Linked DNA regions of Mus musculus: all the other regions are linked to region 1. The links are chromatin contacts, called in public HiChIP or PLAC-seq maps. All regions are on one chromosome and are shown on one strand. Each heading gives the region's core, a stretch centred on a gene start, on an enhancer-like site or on the middle of the called end of the contact. The rest is flanking DNA. Distances are from core to core; before and after follow the strand shown.

Evidence for each region. HiChIP or PLAC-seq counts read pairs in DNA pulled down with a chosen protein or histone mark.
Region 2: a contact with region 1 is called in a BATF HiChIP or PLAC-seq map of CD8 T cells, with 7 read pairs. The contact joins two enhancer-like sites. A contact is called at or near these places in 1 of 115 datasets of contacts at active chromatin or transcription factors (CD8 T cells) and 2 of 9 other capture datasets (liver and pancreatic islet).
Region 3: a BATF HiChIP or PLAC-seq map of CD8 T cells shows a contact between it and region 1, with 5 read pairs. The contact joins two enhancer-like sites. A contact is called at or near these places in 2 of 39 promoter capture datasets (macrophages and neural stem cells), 1 of 484 Hi-C or Micro-C datasets (nephron progenitors), 1 of 115 datasets of contacts at active chromatin or transcription factors (CD8 T cells) and 1 of 9 other capture datasets (adipose tissue).
Region 4: a contact with region 1 is called in a CTCF HiChIP or PLAC-seq map of CD8 T cells, with 6 read pairs. The contact joins two enhancer-like sites. A contact is called at or near these places in 1 of 15 datasets of contacts at CTCF or cohesin (CD8 T cells), 5 of 484 Hi-C or Micro-C datasets (Th1 cells, bone marrow-derived macrophages, embryonic fibroblasts and 1 more), 2 of 115 datasets of contacts at active chromatin or transcription factors (CD8 T cells and memory CD8 T cells) and 1 of 9 other capture datasets (bone marrow-derived macrophages).

Annotation. Positions count from the first base shown.
Region 1 is chr1:161,481,097-161,483,949 of GRCm38.p6, forward strand. No RefSeq gene overlaps it. Among named protein-coding and RNA genes, the nearest start is that of Tnfsf18, 12 kb to the right of the region's middle. Within about 2 kb of position 1,310, at least 48 of the 459 cell types and tissues checked have an H3K27ac peak or open chromatin away from gene starts, as enhancers often do. A contact at or near this core is called in CD8 T cells, Th1 cells, bone marrow-derived macrophages and 1 more, where this site is marked.
Region 2 is chr1:161,308,128-161,311,083 of GRCm38.p6, forward strand. No RefSeq gene overlaps it. Among named protein-coding and RNA genes, the nearest start is that of Prdx6, 58 kb to the left of the region's middle. Within about 2 kb of position 1,359, at least 27 of the 459 cell types and tissues checked have an H3K27ac peak or open chromatin away from gene starts, as enhancers often do. A contact at or near this core is called in CD8 T cells, where this site is marked.
Region 3 is chr1:161,623,348-161,626,525 of GRCm38.p6, forward strand. No RefSeq gene overlaps it. Among named protein-coding and RNA genes, the nearest start is that of Gm31815, 33 kb to the left of the region's middle. Within about 2 kb of position 1,359, at least 4 of the 459 cell types and tissues checked have an H3K27ac peak or open chromatin away from gene starts, as enhancers often do. A contact at or near this core is called in CD8 T cells, where this site is marked.
Region 4 is chr1:161,734,114-161,737,053 of GRCm38.p6, forward strand. No RefSeq gene overlaps it. Among named protein-coding and RNA genes, the nearest start is that of Gm31869, 32 kb to the right of the region's middle. Within about 2 kb of position 1,533, at least 158 of the 459 cell types and tissues checked have an H3K27ac peak or open chromatin away from gene starts, as enhancers often do. A contact at or near this core is called in CD8 T cells, Th1 cells, bone marrow-derived macrophages and 1 more, where this site is marked.

The sequences.
Region 1 (2,853 bases), core at 60-2,559:
GGCATAAGCCAAATAAATAATTTCCTCTCCAACTTGTACTTTGGTCATGGTATTTCATTATAGCAATGTCACCCTAACCAAGACATGAGGCAAAACATCAGACAAAAGCAACTTAAGGAAGGAGAGGATTGTGGCTCATACTTCCAGGTACAGTCCATCATGGAGGGGAGCCACAGTGACAGGAATAGGAGGCAGCTAGCCACACTGTATCCATAGTCAGGAAGCAGAGAGGTGATTGCTGGTGTTCCACTTGGTCTGGGACTTCGCCCATGGAATGACCAATAATGAAGATCAGTATTCCAACTTTAACCCGGATCATCCAGAAGCTTCCTCATATGCATCACCAGAAATGTGTCTCCTAGGTGATTTTAGCTCCTGTTGGTTTAACAATTAGTATTAACTGTCGTACCCGTGGTCTAATCTCAGCTCTGGCCCTTGGCACCTATAACCTTGGTGAGCATTTTCACCTCTGTGTGCCTTAATTTCTTTAAGTATAAAATGGATAGATTTAGCCTTATCTCTTCAAGGTATTTGAAAATCAAATGAAAACTAACTTTGTGGGCACAAATATCATCTCCACTTTTCTTTTTCTTTTAATTGTGCATGTATGCATGTGTGTAGAACACTTGCTGGAGTTGAATGTGAGTTTCCAGACTTGGATCTGATTATAGTAGGAGTCAATATTATGCAATGATGTTTGTGGTCAAAAGAAAGTCCTACTAGAAGTGACTCTTCTGTGTTGGACTTCCTAGCTTCTAGCATCGCAATCCAAATAAGCTTGCATTGTTTGTAAACTACCCAGTCTGTGGTGTTCTGCTATAATAATGGGAAATAAAACAAGGCAATCAACATAGTCTTTAGCTTACTCATTTATTCCTCTCCAATACATATAATGGCAGACACAGTGTTGATGGAGATAGATCATAGTCCTAGTCCCCACGAGGTTTTGAGTTTAAACCAAAGACATTGTCAAAGGACAAGTACGGTGTGTCATGGCAGGTGAAAGAAAGAAACAAGCAGCATTCCAATTATAAGCTGACGATAAACACAAGGCTTGCTTGGGAGGCATGTCAGCTGTTCACTCCATCATAGATGAATGGATTATTACCATGTCTTGGGAAGCACTCTCTCCCTGTCCTTATTCTCTGATAGGGCTGTAGTTTTGTAGCAAAGTTTATGTTATTGCATAGCTCGATACACATTAGGAAAGAGGCACACTGTAATCACTCAAGGCCTACAGGCTATCTAGTAAGTTCCTGCTAACTATAAACCACAGGCAGGGTGCTTCCGGGCTTCTAGTAGGGACATGACTAACATGAGTCATGCTGCTTATGTGACAGGCTTAGGCAACATGGTGAGCACACACTGCATACTTCCTGGCCTCAGCTCATCTCAGCAGTCATAATCTCAGGGGAGAGAGAGACATTATGGTTAAATACATTGATCAGTACAGGTAGACTCGGTACCATCCTAACACCTATAGACTCAAGTCATGGAAACTAAATCTGGTCTGGTTGCTGCTCTGTGATGACATAGTATTAACAAAAATGTTCACCCATTCCTCCAGTGCTTATTAGCTATTCTCTCTATATAAGACAGCATTAGGTTGAGTTTGAGTGTTAAGTGACTTTCAAAAAAAAAAAACTTACCTCTGGAAGAAATAAAAATGAGCAGATGGTTGTACTGTGGTGTGCTAGGCACATGACAAGATGAACTGGGAAATAATGGGATCTGGGAAAACACAGAAGATAGACTGAGTTAAGATACCAAGATCAACCTGGTGAGATGGCTCAGCCAATAAAGTTACTTGTCATCAAACTTTCATCCCATATTTGAATCACTCTTATGCCCAGTTTTGAGCCCAGGTAATAAGCTTGAGCATATATATATATATATATATATATATATATATATATATATATATATATATATATTTATATATATATATATATGTCAGGGTCCACTTCATCTGTGGGTTCTTTGTCAAGCTGTTTAGCTCCAATATCTACAATCATACTACCCTGAACTCACATGATTTCATCTATTTTGTGCTAAAATTTGAGAAAGACATGTGAAGGCCTTTGATGATGTATTATTTTTATGCTCCTCAATACTTAAAAAAAAATCTAAGCCTATGGCGGTATGCATTTAATATAGAGAGGATATACATATTAATTATTAACTTGTAGATTATTTACAGCATGACAATAGCTATTCTATAACAAGAGAAAATGACAGGTATGAAACAATATAAAAATGTGGTCATAGATTTGGATATGGAAAGTGTTTGTCCTCTTCTTAAATACCCCGTAACTTGGTGAATGGTTTAGCTATTACCACAGAGACATCTCATAGCTAAGGATACACAGATGGATTTTTTTGTTGTTGAAAAATTAAATTTGTAAGACATAAAACTGCCTGCTCCAAGTTTTCCAAAGAAGAACAGCCTATCAAATTTCAAGCAACCTCCCTTCTTATTGATTTCAAACAGCCAGAATCAGGGAGAAGGGGCTATGGAAGACAGAGAAAGGATCAGGACAGCTTTGAGGAAAAGCCTTGTGGTGGGGGTTACCTGGTCTGAGAACTTGGCTCCTCTTCATGTCCCAGGCCATGCTTCCATCTCTATACAACTAGGCCAGCATAAGAGCAGGTCACATGATAGAGAGTAACAGGCACAGTGGATACTTTCTTCAAAACCTTCAAAAGATGAGTCTGTAGTAGAGGACTCCTGGAAATAGCCCACTGCACATAGAGAATGTAACAACACTTCCCTGATGTCAGAGAGCAGTTCTGTGGAAGCAGAAAGACCACAGAAAGACCACCCAAAGATGTCCAAACCATAACCTCTGTAAT
Region 2 (2,956 bases), core at 109-2,608, 170 kb before region 1:
TCATGAAGTTGGGTGGGTAGGGAGGGAGTTTGGGAGGAGTTGTGAGACATAATATAATCAAAACATACTGTATGAAAAATTTAAAAAATTAAAACTTAAAAAGATTTTCTGGATACAGTAATCTTGTTTGTAGTTATTTACTTTCTAGGTTTGAAATACATTATTCCTCTCTTTTCTTGTCTTCTAAGTCTGATGATTTGTTTGTTGTTGTAGGTGAATTGGTATTTTTTCCCCTTTACAGCTTTTTTTTTAAAAAGAGATTTATTTATTTATTTTCTGTATGTGAGTGCACTGTAGCTCTACGGATGGTTGTGAGCCTTCATGTGGTTGTTGGGAATTGAATTTCTAGGACCTCTGCTTGCTCAGGTCAACCCTGCTCGCTCCAGTCAGCCCCCGCTCCAGCCCAAAGATTTATTTATTATTATACATAAGTACACTGTAGCTGTCATCTGACATACCAGAAGAGGGCATCAGATCTCATTATGGGATTTGAACTCAGGACCTTTGGAAGAGCAGTCAATGCTCTTACTGAGCCATCTCGATAGCCTCCCTTTACAGCTTTTAATATTGCTCCTGTGCTTCTTGTTCTGACATCTTAACTATAACACATCATGGAGATGTTCTTCTCCAGTGATGTGTATTGCAGAGTTCTAAATACCCCTTGTGTTTTGAAATCCATTTTTCTCTTAAATTGAAAAAAAAATCTGTTTTATTGAATAGTTTAGTTATACCTTTAGTTTTTATACATTTCCTACTAACTGAGAATTTTTATAGTTGATCTCTTGATTGTATTTTGAACATTTTCATCATGTTTGTATACATGTATATGTATGTCTAGGAAATACTACATTCAAACATGAGTAAAGAAATGTGTGTGTGCGTGCATGTGTTTGTGTGTATTTCTGCATCTGTGTCTATGTGTGTGCCTGTCTGTGTGTATGTGTGCCTGAGTGTATGCATGTGTATGTGTGTACATGTGTACATTTGTGTCTGTATGTGTGCATGTGTGTATATGTATGTGTCTGGGTATATATGTGTGTCTGTGTCTATGTGTGTGCATCTGTGTGAGTGTCTGTCTGCATCTGTGTGTGTGTGTGTGTGTGTGTGTATTCTCTTCAGACAGTGTCTTGCTTTGTAGCCCAGGATGGTCTGAAACTCAAGTTTTGGCCTTTCCTCCACTGTTCTGGAATTACTACGTGGATTTATACTACACCCAGATAAGAAAGTTGTTTTTAAGGAAGTGAATGTTTTTGACATTCAAAACTGCTGTTTGGGGTTTTGATGTGGTTTGCAGTGGTGCCCTGGTATGATTTGCTGCTTTACTGTTGTGGTGTCTAAGACACAGAAAGTCAGAGTCAGTGCATGAAATGAATCGGACTTTTACTCAGTCTCCTGGCTGGGATGATTTCCTTTCTAAGGTCTGTTTTATATAAGCTACTCACCTTTTCACTTCCCTCTCGATGTTATCTGATACTGGTGTTCAGTTTTGTTATTGATTGACCACAAAAACCTGGTTCTTTCTTGTAATCATATTGAATCAGAAAGTCAAATACTGAAGTACTTCTGGAGAGATAATTCAGCGGTTAAGAACTCATGCCGCTCTTACAGAAGACCCGAGTTTGGTTCTTAGTACCATGCTCCATGGCTCATGACTGTAGCTCTGGCTTTAGGGAATTCAACAGCTTGCTATTCCTAGGGCACTCAAATTCATGTGCATATACTCATATGCACACAGATACATAGTTAGAAATAAAATAGTTCTTTAAAAAAAAAGTAAAAATTTAGGAATACTTAAACCTACAATCAGCAGTTATCACTGGGCAATAAAGAATGCCAAAATTAAAGCATGCTATGTTCTGCACATTAATTGCTCTAAGTATGGAAATAATAAATGAGATAAAGAAGGTAAGGAAAGAGGAAAAATGGAAGAAAAACGGGTTTAATGAACAAAAAGAAAAGGAACAACAACAACAACAACAACAACAACAACAACAAAACCCCAACATGGTGGGGAATAGAAAAGATCAAGAGGTCAGAAAAAAATTAAAAAAAGAAAACACAGAATCCCCCCAGTGCCAAGAAAAGACTGGGATCAAAATTAGACAAATGCCAGATAAGAAGTAAAATATAAATCATGAGTTGTAAGATCAAGATACAATTATAGTTAAGTATAGAGAGTATAAAGGAGAAAGGCAGTCTTAAAAGAAGAGAATAAGAGGTTGCACTCTAAATGAAGAATATTGTGGGGATAAAATTAAGTGACTATGCTATGTGTATGAAGGGGAATAAGAAATAAAATATAAACGTTTTTAAATACAATAAAGTAAAAATTCTACCAAACTTTTAGGGAAAGTTAAAAAAAAAAAGGATCATGAAGTGGAAAAACAAACACACACGAAGAAAAAAACGAAGAATGGGAAATAAAAAGATGGCGTGTTGTTTCAGGTCCTTGAAATCTGGAGTCTGGCTGTTACAGTCTCGGATGGGAGTGTAGTGGGTGGGCTGAGTGCATCCACACTTGTTTTCCCTGTAGTTTCTGCTGGAGTCGTCCCTTCTTTGGGTAAGTATCCACAATGGCCTCCCCAGCTGCCTTCACTTTAGTGGCTTTCCTGATTTGTGTACTTAGGGCCTGTGATGGCTACATTCAGTTCTTTACTTTGTGTGTCGGGCAGGTTCTCTTCCTTCTTATACTCCCCAGAGAAGAATTAATGAAAAATGTGTGAGACTATAGTTAAGTTAGTACGAAGATTAGAGTTTAAAAAACTCACACAATAGTATATTAAAACTTTGTTATTAGTGTCAATTATTAATTAAAATTTAATACTGACATTTAGGGATATGAAATGAAAATTTTTTTTATGTATATGAGTCTTTTTGCCTGTATATACACTCACAGAGGTCAGAAGAGGGTATTGGATCCCCTGGAATCTAACTGGAGTTACAGACAGTTGTTAAC
Region 3 (3,178 bases), core at 109-2,608, 140 kb after region 1:
GCATGCACCTCTATGTACATAATATGTGTATAAACACATGACTATATATGTACACACATCGATACAAAGAAAATAAGAATGTGCTATCATTTCTAGGTAAGTTTCACCATTACTGGGCTTGTAGCTCAGTTGTGGTTTTAATAAGCTCTGTAGGAAGCCAGGCACCTCTTGAGTCTGAGACAGTACACCCAGAGAATAGTTTACCAACCTGACACAACACCTGGCTTGGACTATGCATAGGCCATTTCTTCTAATGCACTTGGAAGCCTGAGACCTTCACTTACTAAGTCTACATACCTGCACACACTAAGTCTACACAATCCACTCTGCACAATAAATTTAATAGGCTTCATTGATATCAATTTGTATACTTCCACTACTCTAAAGAGCAGAGTATGTTTTTCCCCCTTTATCAACCATCAGACTTGGACAGTATTTTTTTTTAATATATCTGGGAACAAGGAGGGCTTACCTGACCACAATCATTGTCATACTAATAATGCTCAATATGGAAAACTATGTCCTCTAAGTGAGCTCTTATTTAACTATCAAACAAAAATCTATTGAACATTTTATACCTCTGCATATTTGAGTGAGGCTATGATTAAAATGAGATGCACTGTGGGAAGGGAACTTGAGCAAAGATTTACATAATCCAAGCCTCTCAATCAAAACAGAGAACTGCTTGTTATACCCTTAGCAAAGGAACTGCACCTTGTCTTGAACCCCCAAAAGGAAGTTCCTAATAACAATAATAATAATAATAATAATAATAGTTGCAGCCCTTGAGTATTTTTCCACTCATGTGGCCCCCTGTCAAATATGACAGCAAACCTGATCTGTGTATTGCTTTGAATGATGTTGCCTTGCTAGTTGTGTGGTATGTGTACCTTTACTTCATTCTTGAAGAAGACACCAGGTACCTGGCCACCAGCAGCAAGTTTGTAATGTCTACTCAGACCCAAAAGAGTAAGCCTAGTGATTCATAAGAGTATGTAGTACCATAACTTTTCAGATAGTAACCTGAAATAAAAATAAATGGGTGAACCTTGGAGCCAGTTCCCAGTTGAAAATGTCCAATCTCTTCTTTTGAAAAACAAAACAAAACCAACCAAAAACCACACTTACTTACAAGAGAATTAATGATGTTAGGTGACTATGAGAATGGAAGTGAGAATTGCAAGTGGAGTAAATGCCACATACTATGGTGGGGCCTGGGGGCAGCGTAGAGCTCAGTGGAAGGTTGGTCAAGATGAGAGAAGCAGGAGGCTGGGTAGACCCAAGGGAGGTAGAGAGTTGGGGCAAGTCTGTGAAAGTACTTTGAGTGTCTCCTAAAGTGGCAGATCTTTGATCTGTGGTGGTCTATTGTTGAAAGTAGCAAGCCCTTTGAACCACAAGCTCATGACTATGTGGCAGCCAGTCTGAAAGAGACTGATTAAGAACAAATTGAAACTGAGTTGTGACGTGACAAGATTAACACTCTCATATAAGCTGGAGATGAAGGGCCATTCTAAAACCAAAAGCAAATAAAAGAAATTTTAGAATGCTCTTAAAAATGGAGTCTTCACTACACTGAGGATATGAAACCTGAAGAGGCCACCTCCTTTAGCCAGGCAGGAACCCCGGTGGAGCAATAGAGACACCAACCTACCCACAAAGCTTTCAACTCAAAATTTATTCTGTCTCAAAGTTTATTTCTGACAAGAAATGCAGGCACAGGGGATGGAACAGAGACTGAGGGAATGGCCAACCAATAAATGGCCCAACTTGAGACCAATCCTGTGGGCAAACACCAGTTCCTAACACTATTAATGATACTCTGTTATGCTTGCAGACAGGAGCAAGTTTTCCTCTGAGAGGCTCTACCTAGCAGCTGACTCAGACAGATACAGACACCCACAGGCAAACAGTAGATAGAGCATGGAGACTCTTGTGGAAGAATGGGAGGAAGGACTGTGAGCCCAAGGGGATAGGAACTTCACAGGAAGACCAACAGAGTCAACTAACCTGGATTCTTGGGCTCTCAGAGTCTGAACCACCAACCAAAGAACATACATGGGCTGTACATAGACCTCCCTGCACATATGTAGCAGATGTGTAGCTTGGTCTTCACGTGGGTCCCAAACAACTGGAATGGGGGTTATTCCAAAAGCTGTTGCCTGTCCATGAGCTATGTTCTTCTGACTGAGCTGTCTTGACTGGCCTCAATAGGAGAGGAAGCACCTAGCCTCAAAGAAACTTGAAGTACCATGGTGGTGGGATACCCAGGAAGAGTCCCACCCCCTCAGAGGAGAAGGGGAAGGGGAATGGAGGAAGTATGGGGGGGCACCAGGGAGGGGGGCAGTAAGTGGGATGTAAAGTGAGTAAGTGCACTGGCTGGTTTTCTGTCAACTTGACACAAGCTGGAATTACCACAGAGAAAGGAGCCTCCCTTGAGGAAATGCCTCCATGAGATCCAGCTGTTTGGTATTTTCTCAATTAATGATCTAGGGGGCGGGGGCAGGCCTAGCCCTTGTGGTGGTGCCATCTCTGGGCTGGTATTCCTGGGTTCTATAAGAAAGGAAGCTGAGTAAGCCAGGGGAATCAAGCCGGTAAGTAGCACTTCTCCATGGCCTCTGCATCAGCTCCTGCCTCCAAGTTCCTGCCCTGTGTGACTTCCTGTCCTGCTTTCCTTTGGTGATAAATAGCAATGTGGAAGTATAAGCTGAATAAACCTTTTCCTCCCCAACTTGATTCTTGGTTAAGATGTTTTGTGCGGGAATAGAAACCCTGACTGAGACAGTAAGTTAAACTAAACTAAAATTAAATTAAAAAAAAATGGAGCACAAAGCTGTCAAAGGTGACCCTGTAGCATAGCAGTGCCCAGATGCATGTAAATTTAGCCAGGGCCATTTATTTCTTAGGATCTGGTTAATCATGTCTAATCTCTCAGGCCCATCTGACTGCCAGGTAGATACCTGTGAAAATGCTGGGTGAGCTGGTACACACACTCCATAGTTAGGCTGTGAGTGGTTAAGTCTTCCTGGAGAACCTAAGGGGACCTCCCCTGCCCCGCTCACCCTGAGCACACAGCAGAGTATCCTTACCCTGTCTTGGACTGTTCCTGGGTTTCTTACTGGAAGTAGGAAGAATGTTGGGTTTGCATGATTTCCAGGCACACAAAGGCCCAAGGAGACAA
Region 4 (2,940 bases), core at 283-2,782, 250 kb after region 1:
CTGGCTGCTCTTTGTCTCTTTCTCTCTTGCCTTCCAACATAGACTCTGCAAGGCATAGGCAGCAAAGATTCGTCAGGGCTGGATTGATGGAGAGTATGATCTCTTGCTCCTTCTCAGCATCAGGTGGGTTTAACTCTTAAAGAAAGAACCACAGTCTGCCCGAGGTGGTCCTGCCATGACTCAGACTCCAAGGAGCGATGTTAAATTGAAATTCTAGAACAGACATGCAAATAGGTTTCCTCTTGAGTGCCCAGCATCCCTGTGTCACCCGTGGGAGTCGCTGGCCGAAACGTAGAATGAGAAGAATCTCAACAAGAAGAAATGCCACAGTGAACTGACAGTGCTCATCGAGGCTATGAAGGTGACGACATACGTCACAACGTGTCATTTACATGCTTGAGGAAAGCATAGCAGCTGCCAGAGGAGGTGCCACCTACGTATTTTCATGAAAAAAAAAAATCACTGGAAGGGGAACCATGAAAGAAAGCTAGACCCCAAGAAACCTTCTGTTTACTGGCTGGCTCTTCACACTCAATGGGCCTCGAAGATGTCACCCGTTCTGGTCAAATGGCTCAGTATCATGAGCTTTCTAATAGGCAAGAGACTTAAAAGCATAATGACAACAACTAACCCACTTGGAAACGCCCTTGTCATGACTAGCTGATCAAATGAAACTCTGAGTCCTTTTCTAGACCGCATCAACAGTGTCACTCACGATGGGCAAAAAGATCTCAACAGTTCACCTTAAAAAAAAAAAAAAAATTACCCATAAGACCCAGAAACCAGCGACTGCTCTAACGCAAGCACTCCGGCACCGGTGGCCTCAGCTGCTTCGTCTTTCTAGTCATAGTGCCCTTTTGAGCAAGGGTCACTCTTACTCCTAAGAGGAAAGTCGATCTGACTCACTTTCAGAAACTGAAAGCACACTGTGTCCACAAGAGCCGGGACGCTTACTGTAAAACCACAAAACCACATCAGAATTCTTCAGCTGCTCAGGAAGGAAAAGAGTCAGTGGGCCGAAAAAAAACCTCATCCAGACTTCTCCACACTTCGCCCTCCAGAGGACTCACGGGCTTTGCTAAGAGACTGGGAGCCAAGAACAGATTTCCGCAGCCAGTGTAGACTGGGCCTCCGGCTTCTGTTACTGAAAACAGGAGACAATGGCCCAAGGCTCCTTCGGGAAGCAGCACAGCTTTGGTTTTATTGACTCTTCCCTCTTTCTTGTCATTTTCTTCCCCAAATATCCATCCCAGGTCTAAATGTCTGTTACTCAGTTAGTTTGTGCTAGCTGGTATGCCGAGATTAAGAGTGGGACTTTGCTCTGGATCGGGTTCTTTCAGGATTCCAATAGGATGCTTTAATAATTTTATTCTATGGTTGTGTGGAGAACAAACCCAGGCTGACACTTTCATTGGTGAGGTAGCAGGAATCATTGACATTAACAAGAAGGATAACGGATTCCTCTTGACTATCCACCCCTCTTCCCTCAACCCTTCCGGTCCACGACTCAGGGGGCAAAATCCGAATCTTGTGATTTCACGGTTTTCTGCTGCCACCTGGTGATGGCTTACAACCAAGCAGTGGTTCTCAATCTTCCTAATGCTGAGACCCTTTTACACAGTTCTTCACACTATGGTGACCACCTCCCAGCCATGAGTGTATTTCGTCGCTATTTCATAAATGTAATTTTGCTACTGTTGTGAATTGTAATGTAAATGCCTGATATGTAGGGTATCCGTGACCCCCCCCCAAGGGGTCGTGACCCACAGGTTGAGAACTAGAGTTTCCGCAGCCTGAATTTCTGCCATCCTCAGGCTGGCACACGGGGAAGACAAAATGGAAGATCCCAGACCACTCTATAAGCACCCTGAACCCCCAGAGGAAGCCTGGTGGCAAGATTATAGGATAACCCTCACCTCTTTTCTCTCTCCTGTGTCTGCTTAGCCCAGGTAGTTACTACAGATGGAGGACGGGTGATAGAGGAGAGCCCAACTCTTCCCCATGCACCTCTAGAGAGACCGCAGAGGAAATCAGAAAAGAAAAGGTCTGGACCTCTAGAAGAACTACAGCAAACTCACTGAGGTCGGAGCAGCAGAAGTCACATTCTGTCCCTGTAATTCTGTCTAGAGTTGGTTTTGAGAAGTGAATCCAGGGCAGGTTGGTGGTAGACAACTATAATCCCAACCCTCAGGAGGCTGAGCCCAAAGGATTGTGAGCAAGCTTACGCTTCATCTCAAGACTCTATCTAGGAAGAAAAGAGCAAGAGTACAGTGTCAAAGAAACATGGGGGCCAGTGAGGTGGCTCTTGGCTCTGTGGGTAAAGGCACTTGGCGCCAAGCCAGATAACCTATCTGATTCCTCAAACCCTCATGGTAGGAAGATAGAACTGACTTCTCCAAGTTTCAAATGCACACCAGGGGACAACACACACACATATAAAAAGATAGATAAGCAAATTTAATTTTAAAAAAATTTTAAAGACATAACCGATTACTTTGTACTTACATTAGGACATATTTTAATATAATCTCCCAAGTGAGTGAGTATTATAATTAGCTAAGTGTATAATTGTGCATATCATTTGTGGGATGAAATGTAGTGTTTTGATCCATGTAAGTATTGTAGAAAGACTCAGTTAACTGATGCTTTATCATCATCCTACCTTGTAGGATGGCCCTTACCTGCTCTTCCATCTTCTGCCTCTCTCAAGCCCCATTGCTTGCTACAGAGTTTAGATATGTAAAAACTGGTCCTTTAGCACATTTGAAACACACAGTACATCCCTACTCAAAGGTTTCCTCTATTTATCTTTAGATTTTAATCACCCTCCTTCTCCCACCTCGATAGACCCTTAATAAAGTGTCTTGCCTATAATAGGTTATCCCAAAATGCGGCTTTTATTTTTGGAGGGTTTCTAGATGGGCATTGGCTTCTACTGCC